7 separate regions of the Mus musculus genome follow, and regions 1, 3, 4, 5, 6 and 7 are each linked to region 2. Evidence: chromatin contacts called from public ChIA-PET, Hi-C, HiChIP or PLAC-seq and promoter capture Hi-C data. All regions are on one chromosome and are shown on one strand. Each heading gives the region's core, a stretch centred on a gene start, on an enhancer-like site or on the middle of the called end of the contact. The rest is flanking DNA. Distances are from core to core; before and after follow the strand shown. Region 1 holds the start of Gpatch1 (G patch domain containing 1). Region 2 holds the start of Lsm14a (LSM14A mRNA processing body assembly factor). Region 3 overlaps Pepd (peptidase D). Region 4 has its middle 4.7 kb from the start of Gm35611. Region 5 holds the start of Cebpa (CCAAT/enhancer binding protein (C/EBP), alpha). Region 6 overlaps Pepd (peptidase D). Region 7 overlaps Pepd (peptidase D).

Region 1 (2,700 bases), core at 57-2,556, 930 kb after region 2:
GCAGTGGGGGGAAGCCTCACCAACAAAAGTCTACAGGTAACTTCTGGTCCACCACTGTGACTCCTCTATCTTCCCCACAATGTTAGCACTCCCATCAGCGGTATGGACACCCAGTAGATAAACCTAGTCATTAAGTGAAACAGACCGGAAACGCCACAGAGCCTTGCTTCATCTTACCTTCACCCCTGTATTTCTGTATTTCACGAGCAACTCCAGTCAACACCGGTCAAGTCTGCTCCATGCAAAACCTACTCAACAGCTGTTGCTGCTAACTCTCCAGTCCACACAACCACAGTCTCCCTGCTTCATTCCTGCCCACCCCCCAAGGAAACTACTCTCAAAATTAAAGCAAACATAATGTTAAAACATGCATCCTGCCAGGCATGGCACTACACACCTTTAACACCAGCACCTGAGAGGCAGAGGCTGCTAAAATACTGTGAGTCCAGCCAAGTGGAGCTAGCAAGGCCCTGTTCCCCCCCCCCCAAAAAAAAAGTAAAAGGGAAGAAATGCATTTCTCTTTGTGTAAACTGAACCAATACCCGTAGTATAAGAGCCAAACTCCTGGCTGGGTGTGACGGCACACAGCTGCAAACCAAGCACATGTTACACAAGAATAGGAGGATCAAGAGTTCAAGTCCAGTCTGGGCTATAAAGTGGGGTTTGATGTCAGCATGGGTTACATGAGACCCTGTCAGAAAAAGGAAAGATTCCAATTCTTGGGGTTGGATATGTAGCTCAGTTGTAACACACTAGCCTAGAATGCACGAGGTTCCCTCCTCAGGGACACACACACTCCAGATTCCTTACCATGGCAAGGGCCACCCACACGAATCCTGACTATCCCTAGACTGCTAAGCTGTCTGCCACTTTAAGGGATTTCCTATCTCAAGTGTTTCTCCCCAGATTTTCCAGGTCTGGTTTCTTTTACTTTCAAGGACGGGTGCAAACGTTGCCTCGGGACAAGAGACTGACTGACCGCCCTCCATCATACCCATGTTGCCTAGTCATTCCTGCATCTCCCAGCCCTCCGCGTCCTTCTCTGCCCCCCGAGAACGCGGCGCCCAAGTGCAGTGCACAAGCCTCTCCAGCGTGTTCCCTGTGCCCACAGCGAGCGAGCCCAGACCCAGGACGAGATGTCGCTGTCGCCCACGTGCTGGACTCTCAGCCTGCGCCCTTCAGACACCGCCGGCCATCGGACCCGCACCTTCGTCCAGAGGCTCCAGGCCCGTTCCATAGCTGATCAGATCCTCGTCGCTGTCACTGTCCAGCGCCGCCATCCTGCTCCTTCCGGGCTCCGCCCCCTCGCTACGGGAGCCTCTATAGGCCAAAAACATTCAGTTTCGCTTCTGTGAACTGGAGCATTCTATAAAGACTTGTTTGAGGGGGAAATGTCACCTCCTCCTCGCAAATCATAGTCCTATGCAAGTCCGACTGCAGATAAGATTTGTATCTGTGCCGGGAAGTGATAGCGCACGCCTTTAATCCTAACAGTCAGGAGGCAGAGGCAGGAGAATCTCTGAGTTCGAGGCCAGCTTGGTCTACAAAGAAAGTTTCAGGACAATGAAAGCTACACAAAAAAACCCTGTCTCGTCTCGAGAAAAAAAAAAAAAGAAGAAGAAGAAAACGAAAACAAACAAACAACAAAAACAATATTGGTCTCTGTACACCCCATCCTGGCTCTGCCATGCGCCTGAGTACTGGAAGGACACAGCGATAAGATGCTGGAAACCAAATATTCGGACGCAGGGCAGAGTCTCTGTAATTCCGTACAGCCAGTCCTGCGACTGGCTCCTTCGCCCCTGCTTAATTGCCTCAGCCAGCAATAAGTGCCAACCCGATCTTCCACCGGTCCCAACCAGCTTCCGGAAAAGTGCTTGCCCAGTGGCCACTGTCTGGCCCTCTACACCGGAAATGGGAAGGAACCAACAGGCAGATGTGTCTTTAGTGCACATCGTATGAATCGGGCCACACACACACTCACACACAATATACTTGTCATCTTTATATTTGCAAAAGTGAGGCCCCCTCCTAGACTTTTGGAAGGATTTGCCGACCCTGAGAATATCAGAACCCTGCACGCTAAGGAAATTGGTGAAAGACAAGAAACAAGATATCAAGCATGGATAGAGAGCTGGACATCAGCCTAAACTACACAATGAGACACTATAATAAATAATCAAATAATTAGAAAAGAGAGAGAGAAGCAGACCAAGTGGGCTAAGAATGAGAGGTCCTTCAGAAAATCTAAGGTACAGACATCTGCCAATGGGCGCTGTTATCTCACTTCACAAGCTTGGCCAAGACGTGGGGGGGCGGGGGGGGGTGTGATTCAGCCTGGCTTGGTGACTCACACTTTTAATCTCAGCACTCAAGAGGCAGAGGCAGAGGCAGAGGCAGAGGCAGAGGCAGAGGCAGAGGCAGAGGCAGAGGCAGAGGCAGAGGCAGAGGCAGAGGCAGAGGCAGAGGCAGAGGAGGCAGAGGAGGCAGAGGCAGAGACAGAGGAGGCAGAGGAGGCAGAGGAGGCAGAGGCAGGGGGATTTCTATGAGTTTAATGTCAGCCTAGTTGTCTAAGTGAGTCCAGGGCTGCCAGGCCTCTGTTACATAGAGAAAGTGTCTCGAAAGCAAATAAACAAACAAACAGATGGTTGTGAACCACTGGGAATTGAACTCAGGAAGAGCAGTCAGTGCTCTTAATCA
Region 2 (2,700 bases), core at 90-2,589:
TATCCCTAGGACCTTTTTTCCTAGCATACTTAGTTCTTAACAATTCTACTAGGTGTGGTAGGAAAATAGACCTCCCTGGTATCAGAAACTGTTATAAGACTTCCCCTAGGATCAGAAACTCAAGTTTATTTTCTTTGTGCCTTCCTGTCACTAGCACGCGTGAACGGAAACAAAACCCACAAATTGACTGTATCGACTGTACAGACTATGGGGTTGGGGTAAGTAGGGGGGGATCCCCTTCCACACAACTTCCTCTCCCCAAGTACAGCGGAGTCGGTCAGCGCCCCGATAGTACTCGCTCTGAAGTGTGTACAAGAGTCCCGGATCATCAAAACTTAAACTTTCCTTTCTACCAGGGTTCCAGAAAATTGGCCCATGGGGACAGCAAGCAAGCATTTTAACGCGCACCCTTCGGTTGCATAAGAATTCCGGCATAACAGGTAACAATCACAGAGGAGACAAACGGGATGCGATCGACTGGACGGTACGAAACGGCCTTTCGAGATCACAAGTCTGCGGCGCAAACCCAAAGTTTGGAGCACACTCCTTAGGAGTTCACTCGACAACCGTCGCCACCGACCCAGACGAAGAACGCTGAGAAAATGGGTGCCCGAGGAATCAACACATCCGCATTCATCTCGAGGTAGGCGTCAAGATTCTTCGACTCCTCCGGCTTTGTTCGGCGCTTCCGAAGAAGGAACGACCGAATTTCGGTCTTGGAAGCCGCGAACCTGGGTGTGTTCTCCGGCTGGTTCCCGGGACTTTAGCATCGCCCCGCCCCGGGCGCCGCGCACTCGTTCCCCGGATGGAAGGCGCGGAGCTTCGGGGGAAAGGAAGCAGCCCGGGGAGCCCGGGGAGGCCGCAGCCCGGCCCTTGTCGCTTGGGGGCCGGGAGGGAGCGAGGCCCGTGAGGACCGCAGAGGGAGAAGAGCGCGAGGGCGGCGGGGCGCTCTACCCGCGCCCCCCAAAACCCCGAGGCCCGCCCCGCCGTACCTTTGGCGAGGGCTACCGTGGAGTTCTCGGTGTCGATGGTGTAGAGGATGCCCTCGTAGCGGATCTCCGCCTTGGAGATGAGGCTGATCTTGCTGCCGATGTAAGGGGTGCCCCCGCTCATGGCGCCGCCGCCGTCGCCCGCCGCTCGCACTCAGTCAGATCCCGCGCTGCGCCCGCCGCTCCGCCCGCCCGCCCGCTCGCTCGCTCCCTCCGTCGGCGCCTCACAGCAGCCGCCTCAGAACCAACATGGCGGCCGCGCCGGCTCCGCTTACCCTCCCCCAGCCTCCCGCCCTCAAACCGCGGCGCGGCGGCGGCGGCGGCGGCAGCAGCGGCGGCGGCGCAGGGCATGCCGGGAGGGCGAGGCGGCGTGCTTTCTCGCGAGACTCGCCGAGCTCACGGACGGTCCCGGGCTCTTTCCGCGGCGGCCCAGAGCGCTTGGCTTGCGCTCCCGACGTGGAAGGTTTTCACGGCACCTAGATGTCGCGGGAAGACTAGACGAGGGCCCATCCCGCCTGGTGATGCTGACTGCGGCCTCTGCCATTTCTAGGCGGGCTGCACTTTGGTACGAGCCCAGAGTCTTTGTAAGCGGTCGCCTCCCAGCTCCGGAGCCGCTCTCCGCGGGCCACGGAACTCTCACTGTAAACGCCAGAGCAGCCATCTTCGCCTGAGGAGTCTCACACTCCAAGGGCTGCCGCTCCGGGAGGCTCTGGGACTCTGTCCCCCAAACTGAGTCCAACCCTTTTTATGCGGCTTGATCCGTGTCCTAGCTTTCAAGATGTTCCCGGTCACTAACTATGCAAGAAACACCAGTCCAAGTGTTTCTCTGCCGCTTTGATCACTTAATGTCAGCTCCACTTTCTTAATAACGATCATCTCTCCGATCGGATACCAAATTGGCATCTTAAAACTTTGCATCCAGAGATGTAACTCTTCGGTTTTACTCCAAACTCGTCCCTCTAGCTTGTTCTCGGAGGTAACTATGAACCGGGAACGTTTGCTTAGTAGCTAAGACCCCAGTCCTGGATTGTCTTACACCTCCACACCTGTCCTAACTATAAATCTTGTCTGTTCAGGCTGGACCGTCTCCATCCGTACAGCTCTATATAACGCCTCAGTTACCCTGGCCAGAGTTGTTGGCAGTAGCTCCCGAAGAATTCTATTTCTCTTACCCCTACTAGGTTTTTCTTAACACAGCAGTCAGGGGGAATCATGTTCAAGTAGCAAGAGATTTTGGACTTTTGTTCAACTCAAGATAACATCCGTCTACTCAGTGCGCTCCACAGGTTACATTTTACACAAGGTGAAAACCAGACTTCCTAGTTTGGCTTATGAGGGCATGGATGATTTAATTTGTTGTTACACAGCTCCATACTGTTCCAAGCATCCCTTCTTCTCACAGCTTCCACAGTTCATTATACTCTGCTCAAAGCTGCCCTAAGAGGTGATGTATTTACAAAACTACAGTAGATCTCGCTTTACACCCCTCTTCTTGCCTTGCTCCCTCCCTACCCCCCATCGCATTTGTCTATTTAGTCATAAGTGTTTGTCTCCCTTCTTGGCTAGAATGCAAATATTTTGAGGAAGGGTTTCTGGTTTTAGACACTGTTTGCATCATCCTTGGGGCCAAGTGTAGCAACCGGCCCAGGACAGCTGCTCGGTAGACATTTGCTGCAAGAGTGAACAACTGGGATAAGAGCCGAACACAGGC
Region 3 (2,700 bases), core at 174-2,673, 540 kb after region 2:
CAGAAGTGCACTGTGTACTGGGATGCGTATCCGAGTGAGCTCAGCTCCTCTCCTGATTTGTCCCTTAAGTCTGGTTCTTTTCATTGGGATGTCCCGTGGGACGGGGCCAGGCATGAGCTGTGCCTGCTCCTCACCACATGTCAGCTAGGTGTAGATCCTCTAAGAAGCCACTTTGTGCCCTGTCCACACCCCCTCAGTGCATTCAGAGATTCCCAGTGACCCTTCCCACCAGTAGACATGTCACCCCCTTTCCCATCAGCTCCACCAAGTTGTGGCTGCCAAGTGTTCCATGGCTGGTTTGATCATGCAGCCTGGCACATATGTCCCTCCAGGTAATATCTAAATGATTTTTACTGTAGTTAACTCACAAACATGAAAAAGCAAGTACTGCTCAAACATAATTATCTCTGTCCTAAGAATGTAATGTGCAGAGTACCAGACAAAATGACCATAGCTCTTCGTATTTTATATGTTGGTGGTTATTCCTGGCAAGACAATGCATGGGAGGTAAATTAAGACCCAGTTTGCACTCAGCCTAGACTGTGGCATCTGCCTCTGTAAGGAGAGCAAGTACAAGGGGTACTGGGGGGGGGCAGTACTTGTGCTCACTTCTTCCTGTTGGGCTTCTTCTGGGGTCCAGCCTCTCTTTGCTCCACCTTGCCATCCATAGACAGTTTGAATGACAGTTGTCCCCCATAAGGTCATATATTAAATGCTTGGTTTTCCTACCAGATGGTGCTTTAGGAAAGAAGATTTTGGAGGAGATAGGTCACTGGGATGTGTCCTCGGAGTGCCATCTTGTCTCAGGGCCCTCCGTCTCTGCTGGCAGCTGTCCATCCACTGCAAATGGAACAGCCTTTGCTGTGCATGCCCTCCACCGTACTGCCCTGCCTCCGCATTCACTGAGGAGTAGTGGAGCCAAGCAGCCCCACACTGAGCCTCTGGAACCAAGAGCCCAAGAAATAAATAGCTCCTTTCTTAGATTGCTCAGCAAGGCATTTCAAGGCATTGCTCAGTGATGTCCAAGTACGTTGTGTAAGCACCATGTGGGAGTTTGAGGTGAGCACGCAGGAGGGACACCCAGTGTTCACAGCTTACTGCCATCACCTCCTTTGCTGCCACTTCCCCTGGCTCCATGGGATCAAGCTCTCAACCTGGGGCTTACCGCTTCGAGACCTCACCAGGCTTCCGGTCTGGCAAATCTCTGATGGACTCTTAACTTGTGAGACTCCAGAAGAGAAGGACAGGGAGATATTTGCTATGCCTTCCTTCTTAAGAGGCTCCTGGTGCTCTATAGTGGTGGATATGAAAAGGTTAGGGCCCCCACTTCAGTGGCTGGCCTGACCTCCTGTGCAGAGCCCTGGAGGCTGAGTCAGATCTTTGTGCTTCCCAATCGGTAGGAGTTTGCTTTTCATGCCTGTCAGTCCTGGTGTTGACAAAGTGACTGGGGCCAGAGGTAGGGCGGGGCTGTACTGGCACAGCTGGCACAGCTGGAGAGGGAGTGATGAAGATAATCTAGCAGCTGTCTTGCTGGTGGCCCTACCCCTTGCTTTCCCAGTCTGCACCTGGGACTCCCACAACCCAGTTGAAGTGACACCTCCTGCCTCAGCTCTTGAGGCCTTTTGCTAAGAGGTGTCAGATCGTGGCCAGTTAACTTTTGAGCCCTGTCTCATGGCAGAAGCTAATGTGACTGAATTGTGCAAATTTAATTAACGGCAAGAGCTTGATGCCCAGTGAGTTTTTCAGAGGTCGAAGGAGAGGAAAAAGGAAAGAAAAGAAGAGGGCATTCTATGAGACCACAGTGAGATCAGAGCTTCTCAGCCTGAAGTGGGCTTTCTACCTGGGCTGTGACACACACACACACACACACACACACACACACACACACACACACACACATTGCTGGGTCCACTACCCTCCCCATCCCCTGGTCCTTATAGTCTGAACCTCTGATAACAAGTTTTACTTGTTTAGGTGGAAAGAGATTGATATATGGACTCCTAGTTCCCAAGCAGTGCTGTGCTGTGGCACATAGGTCGTGGAGCTCTGAGGGCCTCCTGGTTTCATCCCCAGATGAACTCCCAGGAATACTGCCTGCCATCCACACATCCCTTACGTCCCTGGTAAATGTAGAGACCATCTGTTGTGCTGTACTGAGACCTGTTGGATGGGGCACATGCTGTGAGACAACAGTAGGACGGGAAGGGGTGGGTATGCAACCAGGTTTGCAGTAGTGCAGGTGGCATATATGCACTTCACTGGATGTGGCACTTGGCTGGTGACATCACCCCCCTCCATGTAGTGACTGTTCTTCCATGTGGGAGCCCACTGCCCCCAACAGCATTGATTCATCTGGGTGGCACTGCAGCCTGCTGAATCCAGGGAAAGCATAGAGTTGGGTGAGGGCTGTCTCACCTCATCTACTCCTGCTTTCTCCTTGGCTAATTGTTTTAAAGTTTGAGGACTCAGCTTAAATTCTTCTTGACTTCTTTAAAGCATCCGCGTATTAACCTTCCTTTAAAGAGGTGCAGCTGGGAAGTCACATATTCCATGGCCCCGAAGGCGATGTGGAGGGGAAGAGTGGAAGCTGGGACTTCTGCAGGCAGCCAGGGACACGGTGGACTGAATCAGAGGTCCCAGGGCGGCAGAGACGGTTCAGCGGCAGGACACCCTTTACCATCAACTGCTGGGTATACCTGC
Region 4 (2,700 bases), core at 197-2,696, 690 kb after region 2:
TATCAACTTGTGACTGTTTCATGCATGACCGTAGGTTTTACTCACACCTAAACAAACAGAACTTGATTTCCCTCTCTGGTTACTATAATTCATCCCGAACATATATCTGTCATGGCCCCGAAGAGCGTGTGCAATTATTCTAGTGTGGGAGAATCTCAGATAATTAGGGCCAACCTCAATGTTTTGAAGGTGTGACTGTTGTGGGAGGAGGCAGATAATTAGTTAGATTTGAACAATCTGTGTGCCCGGTGTCTGTCCTTGAGAGTAATTGAAGCCCTTCCAAAACAAAAAACAAAAAACAAAAAAAAAAAAAAGAAAAGAAAAGAAAAAAGAAAAAAAAATGACTTGTGTCCTTTAGAACATTCATCAAAAAAACTTTAAAATGTTTCAATAATTCTTAAAATGTCCATAATTGCCCTAGTTCCTTGTGCTTAAAGGGATTTATTAAGAGTTATTTTCCCATGACAACTTAAAATGAAAAACTCCAAGCTGAAAAAAAATGAACTGCAGTAATTGGCTTTGATGAATTCAAGGCACTATCCCGCACTGTAACTGTGGGTACGGAGAACTTAAAGGCACAGATGTGCCTTGAGAATAAAGTGGGGGATGAACCCCGGGTACTGTGGAAGGGAACCAGGGTTACGGTCAGTATTTACCCCATAACTGCGTCAGCCTGAGCTAATTCTTTGATGATTTCAGGACCAGGCGCAGCACAACTTTACAGATAATATCTCAGTTGTTGAGCCAAACTGCAGGAAAGCCTCTCCCTGCCTCAGTCACTCAGAACCAACCCGGCAGGATGCAGGAACTGACACAGCCCTCCTAGCTGCCTGGGCCAGAGCTCAAATCCAGTCTGGCTTACTGTCTCCCGTGGCAAAAGAGGGACTTTCAGCTCTGGTCCCGTGGCTTCCTGTGCAATTAGCAAGCTTCAAGCAGATCCCAGGAACTACAGGAAAGAAACTGCCATTTCCCAGCTTGGTTGAGAAAGACTCAGGCAGCCTTTGACCCGTGGAGGAAGGGTCGGAACTAGTAACCAGTTTCCTTTTTGTTTGTTTTGTTTTTCTCGTGGAATCTAAAGCCTCATACACAGGTCCGCTCACGCTCTCCCACCAACTTCCTCCCCTCCCTCACCAGCCCAAACCACAGTTTTCCAAAGAGCAGCGAGTTTCACTTTCTGTCTCCCAAATGATTGGTAAACAGGCTTCCTGAACTGTAAGCATCCATGTTGAAGACAGAGCGAAAGAAAAGATATTCTTGCCCAATGAAAACAAGCTAACAGACTGAAGATCAAACCAAACACACGGGTTTCTGGAAGCTTCCATGAGCTCACAGGTTTAATGGAAGCCGAGAGGCAAATCTTCTTTCAACCAGCTTGGCCCTTGGCACCTAAGAACAGGCATGTTCTCAGGTTTGGCCTCTGCCTGCTGTAGTCACTGCTCCCTGGTGATGGCTCATAGTCTGTGTCATTGTGTTTCAGGTCCAAGGTCCTAACAGGGGGCCTGTGAGACGGTTTGAGTGATTTGTGCTCCAATTCATGGGTTGAAAAACTGGTTCTCAGGATGATGGTACTGAGGGCTGGTGGGACCTTTAGGAGATTATTATGTCACGGGGGCTCCACCTTCGTGAAGAGATTAATGTACTTAATCCTCGGAGCCGGGAGTAGTTATCTCTAGAGCAGGTTGTTATGAATAGAGCCTGGTGTCTCCACTCACTCTCTCACATGTGTCCACCAATCTCCAGGCATCACATGTGATGCTGTGTGAGCTGAGCTGAGCTGAGCTGAGCTGTGCTGTGCTGTGCTGAGCTGAGCTGAGCTGAGCTGAGCTGAGCTGTGCTGCAAAACAGCTTGAGGACCTGGAAAGACTTGGCTACCGGGTTGAGGATATGGCTCAGCAGAGCGCACCTGCCTAGAATTCCCCAGTGAGGGGCTGGGAGTGTGGCCCAGTGGTAGAGCCCCTGCTTAGAATCTCCCAGTGAGGGGCTGTGGGGTGGTATAGTTCAGTGGTAGAATGCTTGCTTAGTCCATCCAAAGCCCTGGATTTCAACATCAACGCTGTAGAATAATTAACTATTTTGGGTGTAATAGCACATGCCTATAACACCAACACTCATTCAGACAGCTGAAGCAGGAGAATATGGGCTAGCCTGGGCTACAAGGCCAGCCTCATCACAAAACAAATAAAAGATGTAGCTGCCCAGTTTTAAACCTCTCAGCCTCTAGAGCCACAAGCTGAAATAAACCTCTTGCCTGTATAAATTACCCAGCCTCAGGAGTTTTGTTTTAGCAACAGTAAATGGACTAAACCTGCAACTGTCTGAATTTGGATCTCATGCTTCCTTCTACCCCCAGCATCCAAGAGAATGAGGGTTTGCCTCTGTAGTTCCAGATAAGAGAAGGGAAAGATGACATAAAAGACCATGGCCCAGAGGTACCCCCATGCAGAGGTAACACAGCAGGCGATTGGCCAGTGCTAATGAGGATTGAGGTTTCACCATGAAGGGAAACAAAGTAAACAACCAAACTCCTCCTCCTCTTCTTCTTCCTTCCTCTTCTTCTCTTCCTTCTCTCCTCTTCCTCCTTTTTCTCTTTTCCTCCTCCCCCTCTTCTCTTCCTCTTTCTCTTCTCCCCCTCCTCACTTTCTATTCCTCCTCCTCCTCCTCCTCCTCTTCTTCTCCCTCTTCCCCTAGGCATCTACAATG
Region 5 (2,700 bases), core at 139-2,638, 730 kb after region 2:
CTAGAGCGCAGCAGGTCACGGAACACGGACAAATGGAGTTCGAGAGGACGAAAGGCCTCAGCTCAAGAAGCCGCGGTCTTCGGGGTGCAAAAACGAGAGACGTGGGTGCTCACCAGGCCCCTTCTGCCCCCGGACCTCCGCGGCCGCGATCCAGGTGGAGGGTGAACGAGACGCCACGTGGCTGGGAGCCGATGCACGCAAACTCCTACCCACAGCCGCGAGCCTGTAGGCGGCGCGGCGCGGAGGGCTCCCAAGTGGGTGCTCGAAAGGCTTCGTAGCTAGGAATTGGACACCCGAGCTACCGAGATTAGTGCCCCCATGAATGACAGTAGGGAAAGAAAACTGTGTCTTCAGGCCCCTGGCTATGGGCCCCGCCTGGGGATCACAGTCCCCGATTCAAGTTCACTCCTCTCCAACACCCTGCCCTCTCGCGGCCCCTGTGCGCTCTCCTTAGGGTCCTTTTCCGCGAGGCTCAGAGGACCCACCGGCTGGTCCCGGGCGTGGGGTGGTGGTGTCCCGAACACTTGACTAGAGTGCTCCACGCTGGGTAGCAACGTCTGCCTGGTAAGCCTAGCAATCCTATCGCTCTGGCCTGGAGACGCAATGAAAAAGAAAGTTTTCCAGCCTAGGCGAGTGGACGAGCCAGGTCCACCAGGCTCCGGGGTTAGCGGCCGCCTCCGCTCCCCGCCGGGTCCTAGCGCCCTACTACTCTGAAGAGCCCGTGGGACCCTGTAGTTCTAGAGAAGCTGGGCGAAAGAGAGGTGCTCTGCCTGGAAGCCGTGGGGTCGCGTGGAGTTCAGAGAAAAAGACGCACAATCTCTGCGCTCCCGGCCTCGCCACTCGGCGGTGCGCGCTAGGTTGCTGGTCCAAAGCAGTCTCCAACCTCCCGCGCCGCGGCTCTCCGCCACAGCCTTTTAGAAATCCGGGTGGGAGACAGGCCTAGTCCCAGCTTTTAACACAAGTCTGCACTACGGTAGCTCAAAACCAACATTCTCTCTCCAAACGCTCCCCAACCTCCACCTCCCCTCGCTCGGCCTCTAGATGCTCCCGGGCTCCCTAGTGTTGGCTGGAAGTGGGTGACTTAGAGGCTTAAAGGAGGGGCGCCTAACCACGGACCACGTGTGTGCGGGGGCGACAGCGCCGCCGGGGTGGGGCTGAGCGCTGCAAGCCGGGTTCGCCTTGCAGCGCAGGAGTCAGTGGGCGTTGCGCCACGATCTCTCTCCACTAGCACTATGCTCCCCACTCACCGCCTTGGAAAGTCACAGGAGAAGGCGGGCTCTAAGACCCAGCAGGCACCATCCTACTGGCGCCTTCGATCCGAGACCCGTTTGGACACCAGGGGGCGATGCCCGACCCTCTATAAAAGCGGTCCCCGCGCGGGCCTGGCCATTCGCGACCCGAAGCTGCGCGGGCGCGAGCCAGTTGGGGCACTGGGTGGGCGGCGGCGACAGCGGCGCCACGCGCAGGCTGGAGGCCGCCGAGGCTCGCCATGCCGGGAGAACTCTAACTCCCCCATGGAGTCGGCCGACTTCTACGAGGTGGAGCCGCGGCCCCCGATGAGCAGTCACCTCCAGAGCCCCCCGCACGCGCCCAGCAACGCCGCCTTTGGCTTTCCCCGGGGCGCGGGCCCCGCGCCGCCCCCAGCCCCACCTGCCGCCCCGGAGCCGCTGGGCGGCATCTGCGAGCACGAGACGTCTATAGACATCAGCGCCTACATCGACCCGGCCGCCTTCAACGACGAGTTCCTGGCCGACCTCTTCCAGCACAGCCGACAGCAGGAGAAGGCCAAGGCGGCGGCGGGCCCCGCGGGTGGCGGCGGTGACTTTGACTACCCGGGAGCCCCGGCGGGCCCCGGCGGCGCGGTCATGTCCGCGGGGGCGCACGGGCCCCCTCCCGGCTACGGCTGTGCGGCGGCCGGCTACCTGGACGGCAGGCTGGAGCCCCTGTACGAGCGCGTCGGGGCGCCCGCGCTACGGCCGCTGGTGATCAAACAAGAGCCCCGCGAGGAGGACGAGGCGAAGCAGCTGGCGCTGGCCGGCCTCTTCCCCTACCAGCCACCGCCGCCACCGCCACCGCCGCACCCGCACGCGTCTCCCGCGCACCTGGCCGCCCCCCACTTGCAGTTCCAGATCGCGCACTGCGGCCAGACCACCATGCACCTGCAGCCTGGCCACCCCACACCGCCGCCCACGCCCGTGCCCAGCCCGCACGCTGCGCCCGCCTTGGGTGCTGCGGGCCTGCCTGGCCCCGGGAGCGCGCTCAAGGGCTTGGCCGGTGCGCACCCCGACCTCCGCACGGGAGGCGGCGGCGGTGGCAGCGGTGCCGGTGCGGGCAAAGCCAAGAAGTCGGTGGACAAGAACAGCAACGAGTACCGGGTACGGCGGGAACGCAACAACATCGCGGTGCGCAAGAGCCGAGATAAAGCCAAACAACGCAACGTGGAGACGCAACAGAAGGTGCTGGAGTTGACCAGTGACAATGACCGCCTGCGCAAGCGGGTGGAACAGCTGAGCCGTGAACTGGACACGCTGCGGGGCATCTTCCGCCAGCTGCCTGAGAGCTCCTTGGTCAAGGCCATGGGCAACTGCGCGTGAGGCGCGCGGCTGCGGGACCGCCTTGGGCCGGCCCCCTGGCTGGAGACCCAGAGGATGGTTTCGGGTCGCTGGATCTCTAGGCTGCCCGGGCCGCGCAAGCCAGGAC
Region 6 (2,700 bases), core at 46-2,545, 570 kb after region 2:
GTAGAACTCAAAAACAAAAAACAAACCAAAAACCGAAAAAACCCAGTGTGCCACTCCTGGTACCAAAGGGAATCAGCCAGAATATTACAGACACACTTGTGCACCCATATTTACTGCTGTGCCTTTCACAACAGCGTGGTATGGAATTAGTCCACCAACAGCTGAGAAAAGAAAACCTGATGTATGTACACTAAGGAGTTTGGGTCACTGCAAAGAATGAAATGTCTTTTGCGGGAAAATGGGCAGAAGCAGAGACCATCATGCTAAGTGTAGTTCGGAAGGCCTAGAAAGGGAGCTATCTCACCGACACATTCCTCTGGCGTGTTGATTTTAATTCAAACTGTGGTGTGTCTCATGTGTATGTATGCGTTTATATGTGTGGCGCGGTGGTGGTATGGGAGAGCATGTGTGTGTGTGTGGGGGGGTTAGGGGCAGGGTGTGTCAGTGTGTGTGTGTGTGTGTGTGACTATTTAGGAAGACGAGGTGGTTCAGCATGAGCATGTTACACACATGTATAAATGAAACTAGGCATGACAGTCATGCCTTTAATCCCGTCACCTAGGAGGCTAACTCAACCAGAGATTCATGAGTTCAAGGCTGGCCTGCACTACTATAAAAAAAATAATACAAAAATGTCAAAATGAGACCCATTATTTTGTATAATTAATATATGCTAATAAATTGTATTAAAAGAATGAGAGACTCCCATAATGAGGAAATAGTATAGGGACTGTAGATCAAAATCCTGCCCGCCATCCCGCCCACCATCCCACCTCCCATCCCTCACAGGATGCTTTTAGTGCTGTGGTTCTTTTGGCTCTCCCCTGGCTTCCTTTTGCCAGCTTGCCACACAAGGGCCCTGTTTGTGGCCTGCTCTGGGAACTTCGTGTACCATCTTCCCCTCACAAGCTGAGGCTGCAGGACCCCACATCACCTCCCACACCGCACTCCGCACAGCACTTGCTGTCCTCACCTCCGACTCCCATCATGGTGTTTTTTTGGCCAGAATTCTTACCATTTCATCTGCTCTTTATTGAGCAGTAAATCCTCCACGTTTGGGGAGAGAGAAGATAACTGTAAACGGTAAAAATAACAACAAAAATAAAAATGAAAAAACTATAATATTGGGTTTGCATCACCATCGCTGTGGCTGTGGTCCACACCCTCCTTGGGAATGCTCCCTGGAGGCAGCCCCCTCGTGTCCTAACATCACCATCCAGCCAGCCATCCGCAAGAGCAGGCTTCTGGTAGCAAAGAAAGAGATTTTTTTCCCTTACATAACCACCAGCTGCAGACCTCCAGCTTGCATGTAGCTCTGCAGTGGATGCCTAATCCACAGGAGGCCCTTGGTCCCATTCCCAGGACTGCAGAGAATTACTCCATATTTTATTACCCTTTGGTGTATCTTTCTGGAAAAGAACAACCCTTTTGTTAGGGTAAAAGCAGCATTTGTATACTTTTAAAAGTTAAAAAATATAACCAGAGTCTAGAAGGAATGTGTGGAGAGAGAGACAGAGAGACAGAGAAACAGAGCGACAGAGACAGACAGACAGACAGACAGACAGAGAGACAGAGAATGAGAATGAGAGAGAATGGTTAATAGGCACAAGGGTGCAGTTGAATAGATGTGACTGCTATCAATTAATTGAATATTTGGAATTAGCTACTGGGGAGGAGCTTTGAATGGTTTTAATATAAAGAAATTATATATAGCTACCTATGATGGTACATACCTATGACTCTAGCACTTTAGGACCAGAGTCAAGGAGATTGAAAGTTCAAAGCTAGCCTGGGCTACATAAAGAATCGAAGGCCAGCCTAGTCTACATAGTAAGACTCTGTCTCAAAATAAACGAAAAAAAAGGAAAAAAAGTATGCCTGAGGTGATAATACTGCTAGGATCATTAAAAATATGGAAATACACTGGGCGGTGGTGGCGCAGGCTATCAATCCCAGCACTTGGGAGGCAGAGGCAGAGGCAGAGACAGAGGCCAGCCTGATCTACAGACTGAGTTCCAGGACAGCCAGGGCTGACAGAGAAACCCTGTCTCTGGAGATACGTGCATGCACGTGCATGCGTGCGTGCCTGCCTGCGTATTTTACTATACCCATAAAATCTACGTCAGTGTAAATGACATATTTATAGTAATGAGGAGGGGCTGGAGAGATGACTCGGCAGTGACGAGCACTTGCTGCTGCTCGTGTTGCCTAATTTGATGTCAACTTGACACTAGCCACATTCATTTCATTTTTGAAGAGGTAAACTCAATTGAGAAAGTTCTTCCTGAGTTCGAGGCCAGCCTGGTCTACAGAGTGAGTTCCAGGACAGCCAGGGCTACACACAGAGAAACCCTGTCTCGGAAAATCAAAAAAAAAAAAAAAAAAAGAAAAGAAAAGAAAGAAGAAACAAAGAAAGTGTTTCCCCCATCTCTGGTCCTGTGGTCAAGCCTGTGGTGCATTTTTTTAAAACTGGTGATTCATGTGGGAGGGCCCAGCTCACTGTGGGTGGAGCCATCCCTGGGCTGGTGGTCCTGGATGCTATAAGAAAGCAGGTCGAGCAAGCCAAGAGGAGCAAGTTGCTAAGCAGCACTCCTTCATGGCCTGTGCAGCAGCTCCTGCCTCCAGGTTCCTAGCCTGAATTCTCTGAATGCTGGAGTTCAAGCAGTAAGATGAAATAAACCCTTTCCTCCCCAGGTTGCT
Region 7 (2,700 bases), core at 126-2,625, 600 kb after region 2:
ACATGGTGTGGGCAGAAGCCATGCACTCAGGCCTGGGGCTGTCTCCGAGAGCTCCTATGATGCTTTCTTTGTCTCTGTGCATCTTTGAAATCCCTGCTCTCACAGACTAAGACGACTGCCCTTTCTCTTGTTTATATAAAATCCTGACTCTGCCTTACTCTGAGCCAAATAATAGTGACCATGACCCAGAAACATGGATTGAGGTTGTCCTGAATGCTGTTTCATTGCAGAAGAGGTTACCTGAACTTTTATAGTCACCAAACAAAAGAAAGTTGTGTATCAACACATTACCAGTTACCTTAGTGGTTACAGTGTTCCAATGTCCTTAGGTCCTGGAGTGGCGGAGCTAGAGGTCAGTGAGGCATAGCTCTGCATTCTGAAAAGCTTCCCTGGGAGTCAGGAGAATGTGGGGTCAGATACAGAAGTCAAGGCAACTGACTGTTAGCAATAACCCAGAGTGCTTTGGGCTCTAGGCTTGCTCCACAGTCATTGTGCTTTGCTTTGTCAAAATCAAGCAGGCTGCCAGATCTTTAACACAGATGCAGAGACTTTCAGTTTGTGTGGGATTTCCAGGTCTACTTCCTATAACCTTCTTCCGCCTGGTCTGCCGCTCGCCCGTGAATTGCTGGCAGTTTGTGATGTAACCTCTCCCAGCTTGAACCCCACCATGACTGTGCTCCCACATCCTAACCGCCCACTTCACACTCACCAACCCAGGAAAAGAATATACCCACTGTCACAGGGAAACAGGAGAACAGAGGTCAGATAACCCGGTCAGGCAATTTCCTTTCACAAAAGAGGTGTACTAGGATCCTAACCTCTGAAGCAAGAGCAGGAGGTGTGGCGTTCACGTCCTTCTCCTCCAGCACAGCTGTGACTCTCAACCCCACTGCTGGGAGCTGGACCTCAGAGTCTGACACAGCTGGCTGATGAGTAACAGGCACGAGGGGCAGGGAATGATAGCAAAGCAGGTCTCAGGAGTGTTCGGGGTCACTGCAGTCTTACAGGATGGAGGAGGCCACGGGAATATTTGTCCTCAGCAGCCTAGCCATCATTGATAGAAAAAAACAATTTTTTTTTCTCACATGTTAGAGGCTGTCTCTAAACTTCCTCCCATTCCTCACAGAGGATGTATGAGGTTTTTATCACTGCAACTAAAACCCTGAGGACGTCTACAGGAGGAACGATTGATCTGGGCTTAAGTGTGGGAGGTTTCAGTCCACGACCCACCAGGTCTTGCTTGTAGGCGATGGAGGAAGTTTGTGGAGGAGCACTGTTGGCCACCTGTGGAAGCCAGGAGCAGAGTCTACTGGAAACCAAGCTAGGCTATCTGCATAGACTTCCTTCCTCCAGCCAGCCCCTACCTCCTCTTCACAGCCGAGCTACGAACTCACCAGTGACGTTAATGTCTTAGTCTCAGCAAGGCCTGCCGGGGGCAGAGCCCACAACACTGGAGCTTTGGGGGAGATATTTCTTATTTTACCACAACAGATATTGTGGCTCTGGCCCCATCCGCTCAGCTGACTGAGAGCTGTCAGGTGGGCCCAGGATGCCTTCTGGAAGTGCTCAGGTACAGAAGAAAGGGAGTGGATATTTAAGTTGTAGATAGACTGTGGGAGGTGAACTCCCAAAGAGCTAAGGAGTGGGTGTGAGCTGCCTGTGCACCTCCTTTCCTCAGACATCTTCACCAGCTGGGGTTAGCTTTGCCTGACTTTTCTTTAGGGCAGCTGTAATGGTAGACTTTGGCCACTGTAGGCCAACCTCTGAGGAAGTGTGGTTATCTAGAGGCTCTCACACTGTGTTTGCACCCTCCTGCTAAGCCACACCCCTGCTCCTCCTGCTAAACCACACCCCTGCTCCTCTGTTTATGTTTATGTTTGTTTTCCAGGACAAGGTTTCTCTATGTAGCCCTGGCTGTCCTAGAGCTGGCTCTGTAAGCCCAGGCCTCTGCCTCCTAGGGTCTCACTAAGCTGTCCAGACCATTCTTGATCTTATTCCTTAGCTCAGGCAGGCCTTGAATGTGCTACCCTCCTGCCTCTGCCTCCTCAGTAACTGGAGTAATAGATCTTTACCACCACGACAACTCCAGGAGGAAATTTTTTATCATGGTGAAGGCCAGAGTTTATATTCTGGTAGCTTCTGGGTTCTGCTTAGTAGACATCCTCAGTTTGGTCCCTACAGTGTTTTGGGTTTTTTGTTGTTGTTGTTGTTGTTGTTATAATAATTTTTAATTTTTTTTGAAATTGTAATTATGTCATTTGTGGTGGCAACCGGTTGTGGTGGCAAACACCTTTAATCCCAGCACTCAGTAGTGGTGACAGGTACAGGACATAGCCTCCCCGAACTGTTCCCTCTGACACCCCCCCCCAAACCTTTCCCCTAGCCCTCCCCAAGCTCCTTTTTCCCCTTTCCTCCCCCTCTCCCCCAGGCTGACTTTCTGTCACCTAGAATGCTGATTCTCTCCTAGGTAAAAAAGATTTCTCATACCAATGTCTCTATCAAGACGAGGGTGGGGAAGGGGGAGTCTAAAGGTTCACACATTTTTAAAAAAGAAAAGGGAAGTGCTATGGGTGGAAAATAAAAGGCTTTGTGTTTTGTGCCTAAATGCCTGGTGGGCTCTGCTCCTGCCAGGGCCCTCTGGGCCTCTGAGTAAGCCCTGCTCCCACCCCAGGAGCCCCCACTCTTCCTAACACACTTCCA

Evidence for each region. Promoter capture Hi-C pulls out the DNA fragments that hold promoters and counts their contacts. Hi-C and Micro-C count contacts between places; a contact is called where the count stands out from the background. ChIA-PET counts read pairs in DNA pulled down with a chosen protein or histone mark. HiChIP or PLAC-seq counts read pairs in DNA pulled down with a chosen protein or histone mark.
Region 1: a contact with region 2 is called in a Hi-C map of erythroblasts, with 7 times the contacts expected there. The contact joins the promoter of Gpatch1 here to the promoter of Lsm14a in region 2. A contact is called at or near these places in 11 of 39 promoter capture datasets (the 3T3-L1 cell line, 3T3-L1-derived adipocytes, the C10 cell line and 7 more), 3 of 484 Hi-C or Micro-C datasets (CD4 T cells, Sertoli cells and erythroblasts), 6 of 115 datasets of contacts at active chromatin or transcription factors (astrocytes, bone marrow-derived dendritic cells, bone marrow-derived macrophages and 3 more) and 4 of 9 other capture datasets (adipose tissue, liver, macrophages and 1 more).
Region 3: a contact with region 2 is called in a FOXA1 HiChIP or PLAC-seq map of pancreatic cancer cells. The contact joins the enhancer-like site here to the promoter of Lsm14a in region 2. A contact is called at or near these places in 7 of 39 promoter capture datasets (the HPC-7 cell line, cranial neural crest, frontonasal cranial neural crest and 4 more), 1 of 484 Hi-C or Micro-C datasets (nephron progenitors), 10 of 115 datasets of contacts at active chromatin or transcription factors (the SCID.adh cell line, astrocytes, bone marrow-derived macrophages and 6 more) and 1 of 9 other capture datasets (adipose tissue).
Region 4: a contact with region 2 is called in an H3K27ac HiChIP or PLAC-seq map of microglia, with 4 times the contacts expected there. The contact joins the enhancer-like site here to the promoter of Lsm14a in region 2. A contact is called at or near these places in 6 of 39 promoter capture datasets (cranial neural crest, frontonasal cranial neural crest, hippocampal neurons and 3 more), 1 of 15 datasets of contacts at CTCF or cohesin (the NIH/3T3 cell line), 5 of 115 datasets of contacts at active chromatin or transcription factors (astrocytes, bone marrow-derived macrophages, embryonic limb bud and 2 more) and 2 of 9 other capture datasets (adipose tissue and pancreatic islet).
Region 5: a contact with region 2 is called in an HNF4G HiChIP or PLAC-seq map of pancreatic cancer cells. The contact joins the promoter of Cebpa here to the promoter of Lsm14a in region 2. A contact is called at or near these places in 12 of 39 promoter capture datasets (the 3T3-L1 cell line, the HPC-7 cell line, cranial neural crest and 7 more), 1 of 15 datasets of contacts at CTCF or cohesin (large pre-B cells), 3 of 484 Hi-C or Micro-C datasets (embryonic fibroblasts, muscle stem cells and regulatory T cells), 15 of 115 datasets of contacts at active chromatin or transcription factors (astrocytes, bone marrow-derived dendritic cells, bone marrow-derived macrophages and 11 more) and 2 of 9 other capture datasets (adipose tissue and liver).
Region 6: a contact with region 2 is called in a promoter capture Hi-C map of hippocampal neurons, with 4 times the contacts expected there. The contact joins the enhancer-like site here to the promoter of Lsm14a in region 2. A contact is called at or near these places in 1 of 39 promoter capture datasets (hippocampal neurons), 7 of 115 datasets of contacts at active chromatin or transcription factors (bone marrow-derived dendritic cells, bone marrow-derived macrophages, craniofacial prominence and 4 more) and 1 of 9 other capture datasets (adipose tissue).
Region 7: an RNA polymerase II ChIA-PET map of memory CD8 T cells shows a contact between it and region 2, with 10 read pairs. The contact joins the enhancer-like site here to the promoter of Lsm14a in region 2. A contact is called at or near these places in 6 of 39 promoter capture datasets (the 3T3-L1 cell line, cranial neural crest, frontonasal cranial neural crest and 3 more), 9 of 115 datasets of contacts at active chromatin or transcription factors (T-cell acute lymphoblastic leukemia, astrocytes, bone marrow-derived dendritic cells and 6 more) and 1 of 9 other capture datasets (adipose tissue).

The regions. Positions count from the first base shown.
Region 1 is chr7:35,317,134-35,319,833 of GRCm38.p6, forward strand. Gpatch1 (G patch domain containing 1) reads right to left here and starts at 1,307. Exons shown (of 20, transcript NM_026181.1): 1 at 1,208-1,307. The coding sequence starts at 1,280.
Region 2 is chr7:34,388,366-34,391,065 of GRCm38.p6, forward strand. It overlaps Lsm14a (LSM14A mRNA processing body assembly factor), which reads right to left and starts at 1,340. Exons shown (of 11, transcript NM_025948.3): 1 at 993-1,340. The coding sequence starts at 1,113. Gm12764 (predicted gene 12764) reads left to right here and starts at 248. Exons shown (of 2, transcript NR_169160.1): 1 at 248-643.
Region 3 is chr7:34,931,853-34,934,552 of GRCm38.p6, forward strand. The region is part of intron 3 of Pepd (peptidase D); the gene reads left to right. Among named protein-coding and RNA genes, the nearest start is that of Gm25922, 11 kb to the right of the region's middle. Within about 2 kb of position 1,424, at least 19 of the 459 cell types and tissues checked have an H3K27ac peak or open chromatin away from gene starts, as enhancers often do. A contact at or near this core is called in pancreatic cancer cells, where this site is marked.
Region 4 is chr7:35,080,150-35,082,849 of GRCm38.p6, forward strand. No RefSeq gene overlaps it. Among named protein-coding and RNA genes, the nearest start is that of Gm35611, 4.7 kb to the right of the region's middle. Within about 2 kb of position 1,447, at least 142 of the 459 cell types and tissues checked have an H3K27ac peak or open chromatin away from gene starts, as enhancers often do. A contact at or near this core is called in adipose tissue, astrocytes, bone marrow-derived macrophages and 3 more, where this site is marked.
Region 5 is chr7:35,117,905-35,120,604 of GRCm38.p6, forward strand. Cebpa (CCAAT/enhancer binding protein (C/EBP), alpha) reads left to right here and starts at 1,389. Exons shown (of 1, transcript NM_007678.3): 1 at 1,389-2,700. The coding sequence starts at 1,515. The coding sequence ends at 2,594.
Region 6 is chr7:34,963,191-34,965,890 of GRCm38.p6, forward strand. The region is part of intron 7 of Pepd (peptidase D); the gene reads left to right. Among named protein-coding and RNA genes, the nearest start is that of Gm25922, 21 kb to the left of the region's middle. Within about 2 kb of position 1,296, at least 22 of the 459 cell types and tissues checked have an H3K27ac peak or open chromatin away from gene starts, as enhancers often do. A contact at or near this core is called in hippocampal neurons, where this site is marked.
Region 7 is chr7:34,984,051-34,986,750 of GRCm38.p6, forward strand. The region is part of intron 9 of Pepd (peptidase D); the gene reads left to right. It overlaps Gm35534 (a long non-coding RNA gene), which reads right to left. Exons shown (of 3, transcript XR_003946741.1): 1 at 819-2,700; 2 at 299-389. Among named protein-coding and RNA genes, the nearest start is that of Gm35534, 4.7 kb to the right of the region's middle. Within about 2 kb of position 1,376, at least 105 of the 459 cell types and tissues checked have an H3K27ac peak or open chromatin away from gene starts, as enhancers often do. A contact at or near this core is called in T-cell acute lymphoblastic leukemia and memory CD8 T cells, where this site is marked.